Linked DNA regions of Bombyx mori: region 2 is linked to region 1. Evidence: chromatin contacts called from public Hi-C data. All regions are on one chromosome and are shown on one strand. Each heading gives the region's core, a stretch centred on a gene start, on an enhancer-like site or on the middle of the called end of the contact. The rest is flanking DNA. Distances are from core to core; before and after follow the strand shown. Region 1 holds the start of LOC101741055 (follicle cell protein 3C-1). Region 2 overlaps LOC134200218 (a long non-coding RNA gene).

Region 1 (5,697 bases), core at 257-2,756:
TCTACCGCGTCGACCTTCTTTGACGCCCACTTGCTGGGACATGAACACCCCACACTGACACGGCTCGACCTGTGAAAATCAAATAAGTATCTCAGAAAGTAATAAACAAAATAATTTTTTTACGAAACGGCCGTAATACCTAAAATACTTGGGTAAACTATCACTTCAATCTGATTTTCTACAGTTGCGTTTTGAAGGCTTTGCGTAAGTGTATAGTTACATGACGGTGCCTATTTCGCATCAAGGCCACATGCTCATAAATCGTGATGATTAAAAAAGGAAAACATAAAAATTTCATGTAACGAATAGAACATACATCATCGTACTCTTCGTCGAATTCTTCGGTGGATTTCTCTTCTTCTATGTCATGTCTCTTGAGTTTCCTTCTAGCTTCAGTCATCACCAAACACAAACACGCAGCCAGAATTACCAGACCCTTGCCACTTTGCATTTTTTCGAGACACTTAAATGTTTTTTTTTTACGTAAAATTTAAAGTCTGTAAATAAATGTAATAATGAGTAAAAATTCAAAGTTCTTCTTTTACAACTAGGATATATTTGTTTTCAATTTTTTTTTATTAAATAGGAAATAGGAAATATAAGAGAAAACATTATTATGGGAAAACATTGTGGTGCAAAAAGTATATAAATCCATAGCACACTGTGTGATATATCTTGTGAATACTCTTGTGCTTCATAATACAATAGTGTAAGATTGCTGTAATTATTAAGCAATTTACATAATTATTGCACTCATTGATCCCCAACTACGTAGTAGCTGATGTGATTAATTTGCGTACAAAAAATAATGAGGATTGAAAATGCTATCTAATAATTTCTAGACTATGAATAGAGAAACACGGTTACACACTTTATTTATATACATAAATTTACAAAATTAAGTCTATAATTTCATTACTATTACTCGTAATACTAGTAAAATGTTAAAATTTGAAATCACTAACATATGTGGCTAATTTTTGTGTAGGTATTTAGTTTTGTGTTTTTGGGATGGACGGTTTCACCTTCACCTGACATGATTGAATTTAATATTGTTATTCGCTTTGTCCAATCCTCAATCGTTCGTCATGTATAGTTTTTATATGCTATTAAGCTATCTTAATATAGGAAAAAAAAATCAGAATCCCCACAGAGCAGGATGAGAGCAACAACAAAAAACTACTCACAAATTTCTCAAGAATAAATCAACCTTGGTTACGGGCTTCTCACATCACAATATAACCTTTTCGGTTTTCTATAAAATGTGACCGTACAAAATGGTTTTCTTTTTATATGAAATAGAATCGTGATACATTCGATTAAAGTTGTTCATAAATAGACACTGTCAGCGATTTTCTGTAAGAACATCCAAACGTGCCCCGATTGTGCGAAATTAATTTATTATTGAATAATGAAGAATGCGATCTACGTGACGATAATATTAAGAGTATCATTTAATTAATATTAATCGTTACAATTTAATTTAAGCCTAATAGTTGTGTTTTCGTCAAAATAATTTGAACTAGCAATTAGGTACCCTCAAAAGTTGTTGACTTTAACATATTTAAAAATCAAACATACTCGTAAATTTTCTGGTGAATTTAAAATATGAATACTTATCAAATAATGTACCTTCAATTAATAGTTTTTGTATAGCTAAAATCGCCGTATTTTTGCATCATAGCGATTACACATTTCGTATTGGGCGCTAAGGGTTTCGTAATGACTTAATTTCGATATAATGGAGAAAGATTACTGGTGGTAGGACGTCTTGTGAGTCCTGACGGGTAGATGCCACCACCCTGCTTATTTCTGTCGTGAAGCAATAATGCGTTTCGATTCGAAGGGAGGAGCCGCCGTTATTTTTTTCCCTTACCTATGCTAATAGGCTTGAGAGGCTATTTCAACTTCACCTTTACGTGTAGGTGAGCTCACGGGGCCAAAACCGGAAGTGTTGCTAACACTGGCCCTGGCAAGAGCAGTGCTTCGCAGAATCTACCACCGGATCAGACACGCGACCCGCTGAGAAGATCTGGCGAGAAACTCAGTGGGCTGTGTCTATGGGCTAATTTACTCGACGAGCCCTTCGTCGCAAGCGACGGGTTCGGCGAGGACGGTGACCGATGCTTGAGGTACCTAAAAGCACCGTTAATGGATCCGGAGGATCCATAATGACGTGCTTAGGGCGACGTCGACTGTTTACCGTTCGGTCCACAGGATCGGGTATGGTAACCGTTGTAATGTAAAAACTGAGACATATCTCAAGGTGGGTGGCGGAATTTACGTACTAAATGTCCGTTTACGTTCTAAATGTCATGTCTACGGGCTCCAGTAATAACTTAACACCAGGTCAACCGTGAGCTCATCAACCAATCTAAGCAATAAAAAAATGAATGTGGCCAAAAGGTTTAATTCCACAGACGCAGTAAGTGATGACTGAAAATTCTCTCGGGCTTTAGATGCCCTCATATAGATTTCGAAGCAGGCAGCGGGCACTGAAATCATCAAGTTTCGGTAATGTATTCGAAATACGGCGAGAATTTCAAGGTATATGCATGGGATCCTCAAGGCATTTCGGTACTAGCTAGCACTTACATAAGAGGAACATGGCAGATGACGCAACCTCTCGATTTTGCATAGAAAAGATAGAAACTAAACATTACATACCTACTTTATGATAATGACTGCCTAACAAAGACAAGAATTAACATCTTAGGCTATGATTACTCGGACTATTCTCTATACCCTTTATTATTTTTGCAGGATTCTTGACATCTTGGTAACAGTCTTAATTATGTCTCGGGCTCGCAAAAAACGAAGAAAACACTGCGCAAAATTCCCAAGGGATCCCAATTGATTTCGCGGACACTAATAACTAAGATAAAAATAGATTTCTGCGCCATTTCCAAAAAATAAACCTTAGTTTATGGTCGAATTTCAAAAACATGCTACAGGAAAATCAACGGATCTTATAAGAAGTCTACTCGGCTCTTGATAAGACGATACGATTCTCACAACCTATCTATATTAATATAATTCTAACCTATGAACTTATATTTCACTTAATCTTATCTCTTAACCTCTTTGCTAACCCGCAAAATTATAATTTGCGTAATTACTGGTGGTAGGACCTCTTGTGAGTCCACGCGGGTAGGTACCACCGCCCTGCCTATTTCTGCCGTGAAGCAGTAACGCGTTTCGGTTTGAAGGGTGGGGCAGCCGTTGTAACTATACTGAGATGAGCTCGTCCACCCATCTAAGCAATAAAAACAAAAAAAAATCTTAGAACTTATATCTCAAGGTGGGTGGCGCATTTACGTTATAGATGTCCATGGGCTCCAGTAACCACTTAACACCAGGTGGGCTGTGAGCTCATCCCCCCATCAAAGCAATAAAAAAAAAACCTCCGATACGAGTGAACATCAAGAAGTCGGTCGTATATTTGTGAACTAAATAAAATAGCACGAGCACATGTCGTACAAAATCATAGCAAACGAAGAATCCTTTGTGGGGTAATGACAATAAAACACATACAAAGAGACAGTAAAGTTTAATAATAAAAACCTACGCTTATTATTGGGACTGTTATTGTACATCGAAAAGATACATCAAAACAAAACAATCACAATCTCAAATACTTTCTCGTAAGAGAACATAACAATGAAATATAACAAAACAATTTAACAAGCAACAAACTAGCAAATGTGACAACCATTTCTTTAGAAAATAATTTAGTTTCACTAAATTTTATCTTATTTTAGGTTCTACTGAGAGTCCACGCGGTTAGCAACCACCGCCCAGCATATATCTGCCGCCACGCAGTCACGTGTTCTAATTTGAAGGGATGAGACAAACGTTATATAATTGAGACAGTTGATCTTGTGTCATGGAGAGTGGCTGCATTCAGATTAGAATGACTATGGCTTCTATGGTAACCACAAAAATTAGAGGACATTCCAAGTACAGTCAAAATCTGTTATAACGACATCGAAGGGACTGCTCATATTCAGTCGTAAAAACCGATAGTCGTAACAACCGGTGATGTTTAATGTGTATCGCGCAAGTACAAACAAATCGATAGGGAATTATTGGAAAAATATATTTACATAATACGCGATTTTTCTTCAATATTAATTTGTTTTCTTTTTCTTTGCGACATTTTGAAAGTTTCACGAATAACTCCACAAAGTTTTGGTGCGTCTTGTGTATAGATAAGTAACAAACTAACTGAAGAGATATGAAGAAGCGGGCTTTGACTACCGCATGCACGTGTTTTGTTTCTAAGAATTAGAAAAGACCCTACACTAAACTAAATCCTATTGTTTTCTTTCCTGATTTTAAAAGCCATCGAAGACAAATGTGGATGCCTATTCAAATTGTTTACAATACAGCTTAGCCGGTCGTTCTAACAGATCTAATTCTCCGAAATATTAGTTAAATGTGGTCGTTTTATGAGGTATGTCGTTATTACCAATGTCGTAGAAAGCAATATTTTTAATAAGGCGGTCATATGGCATTCAGCCGGGACCTTTGTTCTTGGTTATTATAACCGGCATGTTGTATTAAACGATGTCGCAGTAAACGGTTTTGACTGTATTACTTTTTTTTGTATACCGTCTAACAGATCACCCCACGGCACCTGAAGTTGTAGTCTTAATCATATATGAATAGATACCGGTTTTTTTTTTCCGGGCCAGCTACCGAACCTTCTACAAGGTCCCCGCGCCTAGGGGGCACGCAGGGTGTTTGGGACTTGTTGACGATTTGCAAATGTTGGGAGCAGACCGCGGGCCCAAGGATTTTTTAGGGCCCTTCCACACTAATTGACTCCCCTGCACTCTTACACCCGACGTCCGATCTCAGTCTGGGGTCAGAACTCGGTCAGAGTAGACGGGTTCCAGCGGTCAACATTACAACCAGACTCGCGACGCCACCCCTAGGGCGCCTGACCGACGGGTCGTCGAGGCGATAGTCGACGACCAACGACGCCGGTCTCCGCAGTACTGCAAATATGAATACCAGCTACCTCAGCCCTTTAAGCGGAATTTTACACAACTGTACAGAGCTAGGCCTACACCTAATCAGCAATGACAAATACATTTTGAGAATTTCTATCCCAGAAACCGTAAACACTTTAGATACTAAATACATAGAAAATATCCAGGATCGACCACTGCATAACCGCATAACTGTCCTAGAAATGTTTCAACTATTAAGCTACGAACTATTTGCCTTTTCCATATACTACCTATATCTTATCTATCAAATAATATTTTTAAGCTAAGACATTTACCACCAGTTTATATGAAACCATTGGCTAGTGACAATTTAACATTTCTAATAGGCAAGCCGTGAGCGCTATGTCTCAGACACAATAATGGGACCAATTGAGATTCAGACATAATTCCTCTGGGTAATAAGTAGAACAGATTCATCTAAAACTTATTAACTCATTTGTACTTAAAACTAGAAAATTATTTAACGAAAAAATTTATTTTATATTATTTTATCAAGGCGTATCATTCACAATAAAACAGTGGAATTTTAAGAGAATGAAAACCCACAATTAAAAATTTGAATCAAAATAGACAATTAATCAGTCTTCAAAATTTTTTTAAACAAATATTGTTCAATATTTTATCACTGGACAGTAAATTGGACAGAATTTAATATTACACACAATTAGTTAATAAGAAA
Region 2 (5,768 bases), core at 385-2,884, 41 kb before region 1:
ATATATTGATGTATTTCTATATTTCACCGAAAGCGTGATAAAAATTCGGTGGTCAAATTTACAATTTCATACGTGCCTCAATAAATATTTCGGTATCAACTGTTTATAACATCTTTGTAATGATCAACACGAAATTTTAGTAAAATATTTGTCAATAGCAATTGTTATGATATGATTTCCACGTAATCTAATATTTGGAGCGATCATTGCGCGCAGGCCGCACGGCCCATCACCGTCACACGTGCTTTTGATTCGAGAGGATTCGGATTCGATTTTATTTATTTATTCCTTAGATGTGTTGACGACTTAAAATCGTGCTAAGTAGTTACTAGAGTCCATAGACATCTACAACCTTGACCACCACACACCTTGAGACATGAGTTCGAAAGTCTCCATTCCTCCTCCTCTCTTCAGCACAGCGGTTTCCCCACCCTTCAAACCGAAACGCATTACTGCTTCAGTGAAAGTGAATCGTGAACATTTGCTAGGTACGTATTTCACTAGAAAAATTGGTACTTGCCTGCGGGATTCGAACACCCTTGCATCGCTGGATATGCTTGCACCTAGACACGTCCTGACGGATCCATCAGATCCAATAACCTTTGCATTAGACGCCTTCAGCTCTAACACTAGGAGCAGACTTAGGGACCCCGGTAACCGTGCTCGTCGAACTCGTCAAAGACTTCGTCGTGCAACCTAACCCATGCATCAGCCTGCTGAGTTTCTCGCCGGATATTCTCAGCGGGTCGCGATTCTGATCCGGTAGTAGATTCATTCGCGAAGCAGCTGCTCTTGAGTTGACAGATCTCCTTCGAAGGTGTTCCTGGTTGAGCCTTTGCTCGCCCACCTATCCTGGTGAAATTGAAAAGGCCTCCGGGCCACCAGTAATCCTTCAATCCTAAAAAAAAGTAGACATAGTATGTCCATGGTGTCTGTAACATGAGACACCCTGGAAGGATAGAATCCCGCAACCCGAGTTGCGCAGTGGCCCTAAAGTACATGAATTAATTTCAGAACTCGCTGTTATCTATGAGTTGGTCATCATTTATCATATTTATTTAAACTTAAATCCTACTGAATTCATTAATAGTAAAATTTGCACCAATAACTGATTCACAAATTAAAATAATGTTTAAATTCAATAGTGGTGTTTAGTATTGCAAATAAACTTAAATCACATCAGTGCAATTACGCTATAGTCTCAGCGACGGCAAACTCACTCATTAATCAGTATTTAATATTTAAACGACATTATTATTTAGAATGTTTATAATCTACGAAATTGACAATACTAAATTTTAGCAAAAAGTAACATAATGTACCTAATCCATAGACCTTTAAAGTAACTTCAGTGACCTAATCAAGCAATAAGTAAACAGATTACGATTTTGTTTAACGCTGTGACTTTCCCCAGAATATTATTTTATTATTCGGTGTTATGTTGTGAAATCTTCTTTGCAATCGTAATGGCTGTTTGTGCAAAGCCCTTTAACGAGCATTTTACGATTCGGCAAAACGAGCAAAGGCTTATAATGTAAACAGACAAAGTACAAGCCTACAAAACATCTAGGTAGTTAACAAGTAAATAGAAATAATCTCTGCCACCACCATCGCGAGACCTTGAATGGCGACGCCTACATACCATAAGTAATGATTCACACGAGAGCTCAAACGGCGTGACGTTCAAGTGAAGCTAAATAATAAAATAAATCTAGTTTTGATTTAAAAAACTCGATAATTAGATTTTGAATGATATGATTTTAGTGTTTTTTTTATAACTAATCTGGATATTTAATAATAGATGGTGAATAATTCAATTTAAAAAATAAAACATTTCGGCTTCAAATCCTTGAGTTAAATACTTGATAGAAAAAGAATGAAAAAACCTAATGGAGAAATAAAACTTAAAATTATCGAATACTCTAATTAAATTTCAATATAAATCAACATCAAGAAGGAATAAAGTATTTTATATGACGGGTCTTTACGATAATCTTCGTCGTCTACCCGTGTCTTCTGTCTGTCTGTCATCTGTTCTGTCATACTCTACATACCCGATCCTGTAGACCGAATGGTGGTAAATAGTCGACGTCGCCCAAAACACGTCATTCCGAAACCTCCCGATCCATTAACGGTGCTTTTAGGTACCACAAGCACCGGTCACCGTCGTCGTCGAACCCATCACTTGCGACGAAGGGCTCGACGAGCGAATTAACCCATAGACACAGCCCACTGAGTTTCTCGCCGGATCTTCTCAGGGGATCGCGCTTCTGATTCGATGGTAGATTCTGCGGAGCACTGCTCTTGCTAGGGTCAGTCCTAGCATCACTACGGTTTGAGCCCCGTGAGCTTACTAGTTAAGGTTACGCTGAAATAGCCTCTCAAGGCTATCAGCTTAGGTAAGAAAAAAAAAGCTCTGTCATCTTTGTGACATTTAATTTTTGAATAGTTGATTTACACACAAAATGCTTAATGTTATGTTGATCTGCCGCGTCAATTGAGTTCTGATGTAAACGTATCTTTAGCGGCCTAGCACAACCTGCGCTTCACTAACAGCCGACTAAATAAGGTAGACACGCCATACGTTCGAGATCAGACGATCTAGTAAGCACGCGATTTGAATTCTCAATATTGTTATATTAAGACGGCACTTAAGTGAAGGCTATCTATCACTAACATGCTTAATGTGGAAGATCATACCACATAAGCACGGATACGCTTAGTAACTATGACGGTTAAGATTCACATATCCGAGAAAAAGTTTTGTGATTGGACGTTACTGAAAGAGAAATTTCTATGAATTTTATTGCCTTTTCCGTGAAAAGGGAACGCCTGTTTGAAATAATACATATAAAAAGGAAATCACAGTCAAGAAATACGAAAAGCATGGGTTTCATTACACATTGATTGGCATTCCATAATTCTTGTATATTCATCGCCATTGATGGATGAACATTGACTCTGTAGATTTAGGAAAATGATTTGTTATAATACCACTGACAAATAGATGTCTATTTATATTACCACAATTATTTTTATGATCTGTTTACAAACTGCTCTTTTTGTTTTCCTCATACGAAATCGAAAGCTACCACTGAAGATTTATATCAAAGAATCAGATATACATAAATACAATTCGCAATGGCTAAGTAATTTCCAAATTTATTATGACGCACCCTACTTAATTATTACAACGAGCAAATAAATTACATATAAAACGCAAATAGAATTAAAAAGTAAACGTATTTTGAAAACATAATATTTAAAGATCTTTAACCAGTAAGAACAATGCGGTACGATCTTATCTTAAAACTCTATTATTCCGACTTCCCAAGCAAAGTTGCGCTGAATTAACTACGAAGCGAGAATTAACGCCGGATTTGTGTTAAGTTACGGTATTATACGCTCACAAAATTAAAAAGAAAGGGGCATAGGATTGTTAAAAGTTGCATTTAATGTTAGAGCCATTATGTAAAACTGTTCGTTGCTTTTTTATTTTACTGTTGTCTGTCTGGTGATTGTAAATGATTTTTGGTGCTCGCCGAGCCTATTATTCAATGGTTATCGCCTTTAGTGCAAAATGTCAACGAACTGCGGATATATTATATTTTTCCTGTTTTTACAATATTTTGAGTGTTGTGGGGTTGCGTGGGACTTTACTGTCCTTCTCTATATGCCACAGAAGCAACCATGTGTTTTTTATTTGAAGGGTACGTTTTATCAATGTAATTATATAATGTTTTATCAACTTGATGCCTCTGGTTTGCCGTTAAAATAATAAAAAAAGCGCTTAATTGACCGGTCCCCTGGCATTAATGTTGTCCATGATGAATACATACACGGATGAGCCTTATGCTTTTCTGACCACAAAGGGATTAAAAGTAAAACGAAATAATATGGTCAAATTATTTAATATAATTATTAGAACAGCAAGATTATATCAAAAATTTAAAATTAATTCGAAATGAAAATTGAGGTCTGTCCAACAAAAAAAAAATTAAAGTCACTGACCGCTTACTAAATCCTGGAAGACGGAAGTCGAAAGAGCCGTTTAGAGATTAAGGCTACATTGACATTGTATTAGTTAATTTAGAACAGATTTTATAGAAGTTACATCAGAAAACAGCAAACAAGACTTTACTGCAAATAAAAAGAACACGCGCTTGTGTTGTTTTTGTGAATAAATATTGGTAAAAGATCGGCTACGAGGAATAAGATAATCTTTTCGTATTGTGAGATGTGGAGTGCTACGGACGCTACGTTTAGCCCAAGTTATACGAAGCATCTGTCCGAAAAATGTCTCTATCTCTCTCTAACGCGCTTGAAGATGTAGTTTCCAGCAGTTTGCGGAGAAGGTCTCATAGGTGAGCGCAGAGTGTTTTGGCTTCCGAAAACATGCCGGTGCGGTCTATGCATCTGAGTTTAGCCGGCTGGCATTATAACGTATTTTTATCGTTGAACCATTCAAAAACGAAATCTGTTTGCAGAATATTTTTGATGTCTATTCTCAATTCTTCTAAATTTTTTTATTGCTTAGATGGGAGGACGAGCTCACAGCCCACCTGGTGTTAAGTGGTTATTAGAGCCCATAGGCATCTACAACGTAAATGCCGCCACCCACCTTGAGATACGAGTTCTAAGTTTTCAGTATAGTTACAACGGCTGCTCCACCCTTCAAACCGAAACTCATTACTGGCATTCACGGCAGAAATAAACCTCTAGTTACCAAATATATGAAAAGTTTTTTCCGTAACTCATAAAACGATCATTGTTCACTGGAAATTTGCTCCTGACTGTGGTGAACATGAACACGGTTTTCGTATTTACGATCATTTTAGTACAGTTGTTAAGAAAAAAAAACTAATACGCCATTTACAATTTTCCAATACGGGAACCGCGATTCCGAATTTGTAAGCGTCATGTGACGCTGCTAATCATGAACCAAATAATATTGAAACATATTCGTTTATAAAGTTTACACTGTTATCCTAAGTATTGTACTAGAACATAAATATTGAAAATTATCAAGAACTTTGTCGGTTTCATAGTATTTTGAATAATTAGATCGTTTAGAAGTCGTCGTGGCCTAAAGGATAAGACGTCCGGTGCATTCGTATCTAGCGATGCACCGGTGTTCGCATTCCGTAGGCAGATACCAATTTTTCTAATGAAAAATGAAAATAAATTTTACTTGAAGCTAAAAAATATTTGAGTCTCGAAAATCGTGGCTTTCGCTCATGCTTACGCTCGGTAGGCAGCGGCTTGGCTCTGCCCCTCGCATTGCTGAAGTCCATGGGCGACGGTAACCACTCACCATCAGGTGGGCCGTATGCTCGTCTACCTACAAGGGCAATAAAAAAAAGAACAGATATATTTTTTTTTTTTATTGCTTACATGTGTGGACGCTCATGGGCGCTGGACGCCAAATGAGTGGAATTGCATTTTACTATTGAATTTTTAGGACTGGTTCTGTAGTGTATACAGTGAGATCCATTGGTAGGGCTGCTAGGATTTTTTGAAGTGTTTCCGTCAACCCATTCGCTACCGGTGCAGAGGTCATCTCTAGTATCTATTGCTGCGTTTTTTTTTTTCAATAAAGAAATATTCCCAATCTCTCTCCGAATTCGAAACATAAATCACGTACTTATGTCGCATTCCTTACTTCGCAGTTACTCTTGTAACTGAACCCGTCTATTCAGTGTAAAAAAATCACCTATATTTTCAAATTATTTTAAATAGCTGCTTGAACGAAAATGATACTTTTAGAG

The links. A called contact is a pair of places that touch in the nucleus more often than the background predicts.
Region 2: a Hi-C map of whole pupa shows a contact between it and region 1, with 2.7 times the contacts expected there. The contact joins the enhancer-like site here to the promoter of LOC101741055 in region 1. A contact is called at or near these places in 4 of 7 Hi-C or Micro-C datasets (an unstated tissue and whole pupa).

The regions. Positions count from the first base shown.
Region 1 is chr15:11,326,339-11,332,035 of ASM3026992v2, reverse strand. LOC101741055 (follicle cell protein 3C-1) reads right to left here and starts at 1,506. Exons shown (of 4, transcript XM_004924583.5): 1 at 1,188-1,506; 2 at 317-497; 3 at 1-69. The coding sequence starts at 451. It overlaps LOC101741201 (armadillo repeat-containing protein 7), which reads right to left. Exons shown (of 3, transcript XM_004924584.5): 3 at 3,536-5,697.
Region 2 is chr15:11,367,132-11,372,899 of ASM3026992v2, reverse strand. All of the region lies in intron 1 of LOC134200218 (a long non-coding RNA gene), which reads left to right. Among protein-coding and RNA genes, the nearest start is that of LOC119629539, 6.3 kb to the left of the region's middle. Within about 2 kb of position 1,634, at least 2 of the 8 cell types and tissues checked have open chromatin away from gene starts, as enhancers often do.